Regions from separate parts of the Cyprinus carpio genome. Here region 1 is linked to region 2. Evidence: chromatin contacts called from public Hi-C data. All regions are on one chromosome and are shown on one strand. The core of a region is the stretch at or near the end of the contact, and the rest is flanking DNA. Distances in the headings are between cores, read along the strand shown.

Region 1 (3,251 bases), core at 222-2,721, 67 kb before region 2:
TCAACATACAGACAGACAGATAGATAGATAGAAAAAGTGTATTCTAATTTATGAATTTTGTGTGAAAAATGTTTAAATGGGTCATATGATGCGATTTCAATTTTTCCTTTCTCTTTGGAGGGTTACAAGCTCTTGGAGCATGAACAAGATCTGTAAAGTTGTAAAGACTAAAGTCTCAAACCCAAAGAGATATTCTTTATAAAAGTTTAGACTTGTCCATGCCCTCCTAAAATGCCTTGTTTAAACACACCCCCACACATCTACGTCACTATGTGGGAAGATCTGCATAACACCGCCCAAATGGTCACTCAAAGATAGGCGTAACTTTTATTCTCGCTGTAGTATTGTTGTTGCTGCCGCTGCCATGTTGTGGAGATGCTGTGTGTTTTGTTGTGAAAGCTACTTTGTTTGGCCTTCCACAAGAGGACTATATCCACTTCGTCATCCCTAGAGCTGATCCATTCTAGTCACTGAGGAAATACATCAACTTTGCGCTGTGGATCGCCGGATCAGCTTTCACTGTGGACAAAGTAGAGTCCAGCCAGGGGTTGTCACATGTGGTTGGTGCAAGCCCGACGGCCGCTCCTTTGTCGAATCCGCTGGCTGTTCCTCACTCTCCCTGTGTGACACTGTGTGATGCATTTTATGGAGGACCATTTCCTGAACCTGCAGTTCAGCATAGCTTACAATGGGTCTGTGTTCAAAGGCTGTTCTATAAAGTGAGGCAGTTCCAACTTTGGAAGGACAGTCTGGCGCTTCTGATTCACAGCCTGTAAGTACATTTTTTATATTTAAAGAATTTGCCAATGATGATTCAAACGTGAGTTTTGAGCAGTGTAGAGTAGCGCTTGTTGTTTGTCGTTTCTCCGATCACAAATGCAGAAATGGTTTTATGTTTACGCGGAGCGATACGTCATTATAATCAGTAATTATGTGCCCACTGGATGCAACAAATGCCTCATTTGTAATGGGTTTTATTGTTTTTTTCTCATCGTGCTGGGAGATGGCATCACAGTATGTTAAGTGGCGTAACATTTCCGTCACACACTTGAGGCATTCAGCCAATCACAACGCACTGGATAGCTGGGCCATCAGCGCACACCTCAATTTTTCAGAGCGTTGGGCTTTGTAAAAATCGATGCGTTTCAGAAAGGCGGGGCATAGAGGAGCAACAATAATGTACATTATATAGAAAATAATGTGTTTTTTTTTTTACCTTAACCACATAACACATTGTATTACACCAAATACACAACATAATGTTCCTTTTAGCAACGTCATATGACCCCTTTAAAAGAACACAATGTGAATAAAAGGCTACATCTAAATTAGTGTAAACATCACTGCAGAAATTTCCTTGAAAGCTCTGAGAATCAGCCTGCTATGTACAGACTGACATGTTTAACGCCTCTCTCCCCATTGCTAAGTGTTACAGCTGCTCCTTTGTCCACAAAGCAGCCGGAAAGTCAGTGACTAATTTATGACTAATGGCCTTAACCGGTTTTTGTGGAGTTGCTTTGCATCCTCTTTCCCACAAACCTATCTAATGCTATTCTTCAGCGAGACAAGCGGAGTATTGTCAGACTACAAGTCTCCTTTGAGCTGGAAAGAGAACAGATCAGTGCCACCCCGATCAAGAGACAGCAACTTCACAACTGACCGTGACGCTAAATACTGTAATGGAACTTGGGTTCAAAGGTCAAAGTAAATGTTGAGCATAACAAACAACAACCTACGCTCAACACACTGATTTAACATTCAAGACATAATAACTAATACAAGTTATTATTTAGTAATTTCAGTAATACTCATTAAAATCATTTTTCAGAAGAATTATATTTATGGTGCTTCCACATTCATTCAAATAACATTAAACAAATAAATATTAACAAAAGGACAGAAGCTTGTCAGAATTTTGTGGTAAGTCTGAACTGTCTTTCATTGTATGTGGTCTAAAATAACAGGATGTCATGTTTATACAATTTTAATAATAATATTTTTTTTTTCAAAGTTTTCAATTATATATATATATATATATATATATATATATATATATATATATATATATATATATATATATATATATATATATATTATATATATATTATATATATATATATTTATATTTATTTATTTATTTATTTAAAAACAAATAACCTTATTTAATTATTATTAATTCTACTACTAAAAATCAATATTACCCAGAAACATACTGGTGAATACAGTCGAAGCTGGCCTGAGGTTTGTCTTTACTGTCACTGGACAGGTAGAAGGAGAAGACACGGAATGCATCAGGAGAATCCGAGGAAGCAGGAATCTTGATATACTGTAATGTGAAAAAAAAAATAGACTTGTGTCAATAAGGTCTAATTTCAATCTAAATATACACTTCTAAATACATAACTGCCCACTATAAATGCACACACGCAAACAGTGCAATTATGAGATCGGATGTTTGTTTATACCCTCATGCTTCAGATCTATTAAATGGCTATTTTAAGCAATGGAAATACTCTTGTATAACAAAAAAAAAAAAAAAAAAATGCACAGCAAAAAAATTTTGTCTCTCCAAAACACTCCTCAGTTTGTCTGTAAAACTCTAAGCAGCATGTCCTGATAAAGCAACTAAGTTATTACTTCCCTAGAAAAGGTACTTGCTGTACCAAAACCTGTCTCATGATGGAACGTTTTGTACTCGCCTATTTCTGAAAAAATAAAAATAAAAATCACATTTGCTAATTATATGAGTTTAATGTGGGTTTGTAGGAAGCATGCTATTGCACAACACACTGAGGCTAAATGTACAAGACTTTCAGGCTTCTTGTAGTAAAAACATCTTCGTTTGTCATTCATATATATGTTTTTATGCCTTGTGAGCATAAACATCATCCCCATGGTAAAATTTTCTAATTGTTAGGGATAGAAGAGGTTTTGAAAAGTTGTTGGAATGTCTTGAAAGCATCAGTTTGAATAGGTTTGATAACTACATAAAAATATTTTTCATCCTATGCCGACATTTTCCAGCAAAAGTGGTTATGAATTAACTATTTAAATAACTGTAGAGTTTCCAGCTGTTTATTTAAAAATGTTAATAATTTTTAATATTTTCCACTATAATAATTCCAGTCTAATAATAATTATTATTATTATAATAATAATAACATAATAATTTAAATCTGATATAATAATAATTCCAATCCCTATAGTATTTTTTTCCCCTAATGTAAAGAGCATCTGATAAAACAGAAACA
Region 2 (3,398 bases), core at 359-2,858:
ATACATAAATACCATATTTAACATATATCAAAATATTCTTCACTGAAGTTAGCATTCACTATTTCCCCCCTTCATTTTTTATTAAGTATTTTTTGAATATTTGGTTCTTAATTACTAAAGAAAGAAAGAAATTGTGGTAAGATAAACAAGCAGCTTTGTCATAATTGCAACTGAAATACCAGAGGAAATATATTATATTAATTAAATGGGGAGTTGTTTGTTTGAATATTGTGTTGGACTATGGGTAAAAAATGTTGAAAACCAATAGATTATATAAATATATATATTTTTATTTTCTGTGAAATAACGTGCAATAACGAATCATTCATAATGAATGACACCAGGAAAATGCATTAGGAAAGTAAATAAGGTCCATTTTTGATTTCATGTTGACTTTACAGCTGCTTACGGAAATGTAACTACATCCGGCCTTGAATACTAACCCACACAATTACTCTGGTACTCCAAGGTTCAGTTTCCTGAGCATTACTCTGTCCTCCTCCACACTCTGGCACTCCTGTAAACAGACTGAACAGTGACTCATCTGTACACAGGATCTAATATGATGGCTGAGTAATCTATTGTTGCCCAAACCAGTTGGTGTGGCATGTTGGAGGAGAATCACAGATCACAGATTCTGTCGCTGACTGTTGTATCATGATGCAGGCGTTGTCATTGAGCAGCGCAGGTGGCATGTCTCAGATGAATGGCTGAAGTGTCAGTTCTGCTTTGCTTTGCTATGGTATAAATAAAAAATAAAAAAATACAGGAATGTAGGCTATGTTTTAATTGATGGATTTTTTTTATTTATTTTTTTAAGGTGACCTAATAAGAAAAAGAAAAAAAAAATGTCTAAAGCAGTGGTTCGGCAAACATAGCGGAGGGGCTCATGATGACTTAAAATGCTTAAAAAAAAGCATTAAACAAATAAAAGTTTAGATATTTCTTATTTTACGTCACCACAAAATCAATAAAAAGTAATGTAATTTATTTGATTTTTTTTTTCTTTTTGGACCTGTGCCTGTAGCTCGTAGGCATCATTCTCTACCCCAACCTAAAGCTTTTTTATTGATTTAATATCTAGGAAACAATATCACACACATATCAACACCAAATCTACAATTACCAAAAATCCACAGTTTAAAATTTCTTAATTTATATTGTTTATTATTATTATTATTATTATAAACCTAAAACTAAATATCATAGACTGTATAAAGGTAAATATATGTACATTATTATTATTATTATTATTAATAAATGCTTTAAAAACAAACAAAAAAAACAACACTGCCAAAAAAGAAAGAAAAAAAAGTAAAATTCAGTGCTTTTAAAACATGTTTTTAGTTTGTTCCTCATGTATAAAATTAAAATAAAGAAATTTGGACTGCAAAGAGCCCACTTAAGGTATTTTCATAATAACATAATTAAAACTTTAAAACATTTCTCTTTTACATTTCAAAATGTCATTCATAATAAAAAAAGCATATAAGGGTATTCTGTAGTCTTTGGTATAGGTCGAGTTTCACCAATGACAACATTCCCCGTGCCTGACGTCACATGTCGCATCCAATCAAATGACTGCCTCCTGTGCCCAAAGATCTCGCGATGCTGTAGATTCTTCTAGAGTAAGTTTGAGGCCGGACAGTAAAGACATCGGTTTGTTGGTTGGGAAATAAGATAGCGGCCCTTTGGGTGAGCTAATCTGAAAATCGGACAAAACTGATCAAAAATGACCAGTGAGTATATCTACAGATCTTACATGGGTTCAGTTAAGCAATATTAGGTCGCTGTCAGACGTGTGTGAGAGCTCTTATCTCGGTCACGGTGTGTGAGGCCTGTGGGATTGACTGACAGTGCAGTTTAAAATTACGATTAAGTTAACGGTACATGTTTTCAAATGGGTTCATCACATCAAATTATATTTTCATTTATCCTAAATTCGTTAACAAATGGTATGTTGGTATAACGCACACACCTTTCAAGCTGTGACAATTAAAGCGGCTGAAACAGTTGTTGGCATTGAATTACATTATGATAAACTTCTTGTCAGAAATAAAACTGATTCAGCATCTGTGAGTCAAACTATGCGTTCCACATGAGGGCATATCACTCGTATTTGTTTTTTAAACATGCATCCTCATAGGAAAGAAAATTCTCAAATGATGAGATCTTACACTAAACCTTGACAAATAAGTCAGCAATTATTTTTATTATTAATTTTTAATGTAATAGTGAATTGAACCTGTTTGTTTTGTATCATATTATGGCTTAAGGACTATATAGTATGATATATTCAGAAGTCCAAACTGTGTGTGTGGGTAATGGACAAAAGTAAATACAATTGTGATAGCTTCTGAACCAGTGAGATTTTTATAACAGTGTAGCAACCTACATAAAATGCACATAAATCACAACTGTCACTCTGTATCTCCTTATCTTAGTAAAGATGACATTTACGTGTTTAGGATTTGTGATGAAAGCTCTGTAGTTTTCATTGTGGTTAGCAAAACAATGCAATGATAACTTGCAGATTCCTGGTTCCTCGCGACATTTAAATTTTCCTAAAAAGAAAGAAAAAAAATGTTCTGAATAATCAATTTGCTTTGGTCTAGTAAATGAAGTTTTTGAAATGTTACTGACAATAATATTTTACATGGTGGAAAAAACTGCATGTGTGTTATGGCCTGAAGGTGGACTTGTTTATAGAATTATGCTAAAAGGCTTTTTAACATAGTAAAAAACTATGAATCGAGGGCTGAAGGTATGTTTAAAGCCTTCTACACACTGCACGATTTTAACAATCTATAATATCATTGCTGGTCACACTGTGTGACATGGATCTAATAAACTTGGGTACAACATGCATGTAGACTGTAAGATGATGACACCTATTGACTCGTAGGCTACGACGCACGTTTCTATAGAAGAATAAAACTTCATAAGCATGCGCTAGTGGTAAACAAAAAGAGCATTATGAATCACATTTTGACAGTTGTAGTTTGTGTGTGCTGAAAGAAAGTGGAAGAAATTTACTGGTTGGTCAGTAAAGGTGGGTCGTAACTGCAAACACAATGTGTGATGAACATGCTGAATTTCTGACACTTCCAGAAAATTATCGTAAGCTATCTTTGGTCGCAAGACTGTGACAATGGCCATCTTTGAACCTCTCTCACTGTACGACATACGACCACCGATTAGGAGCCACGATCACAGAAATCGCCACGATTGTTTCAGGATGCCAATCTTTTGTCTGGGACAGCCGAAAATCGTGCAGTGTGTCTCGGGCTTTAGATTGTGTGCAACAGGTTTTCCAATAAAATGATGTTGATCATTTAGAGGCCTTAGAAAACCATACATCCTGTGACACAGTAGGCTTTTTAGGGTTAAATTTAGGT

Evidence for each region. Hi-C and Micro-C count contacts between places; a contact is called where the count stands out from the background.
Region 1: a Hi-C map of liver shows a contact between it and region 2, with 3 times the contacts expected there. The contact joins the enhancer-like site here to the promoter of serf2a in region 2. A contact is called at or near these places in 3 of 8 Hi-C or Micro-C datasets (liver and skeletal muscle).

Annotation. Positions count from the first base shown.
Region 1 is chrB18:14,640,676-14,643,926 of ASM1834038v1, reverse strand. It overlaps the pseudogene LOC109108871. Among protein-coding and RNA genes, the nearest start is that of LOC122140416, 21 kb to the right of the region's middle. Within about 2 kb of position 1,471, at least 1 of the 8 cell types and tissues checked has an H3K27ac peak or open chromatin away from gene starts, as enhancers often do. A contact at or near this core is called in liver, where this site is marked.
Region 2 is chrB18:14,573,249-14,576,646 of ASM1834038v1, reverse strand. It overlaps serf2a (small EDRK-rich factor 2), which reads left to right and starts at 1,608. Exons shown (of 3, transcript XM_019121978.2): 1 at 1,608-1,739. The coding sequence starts at 1,733.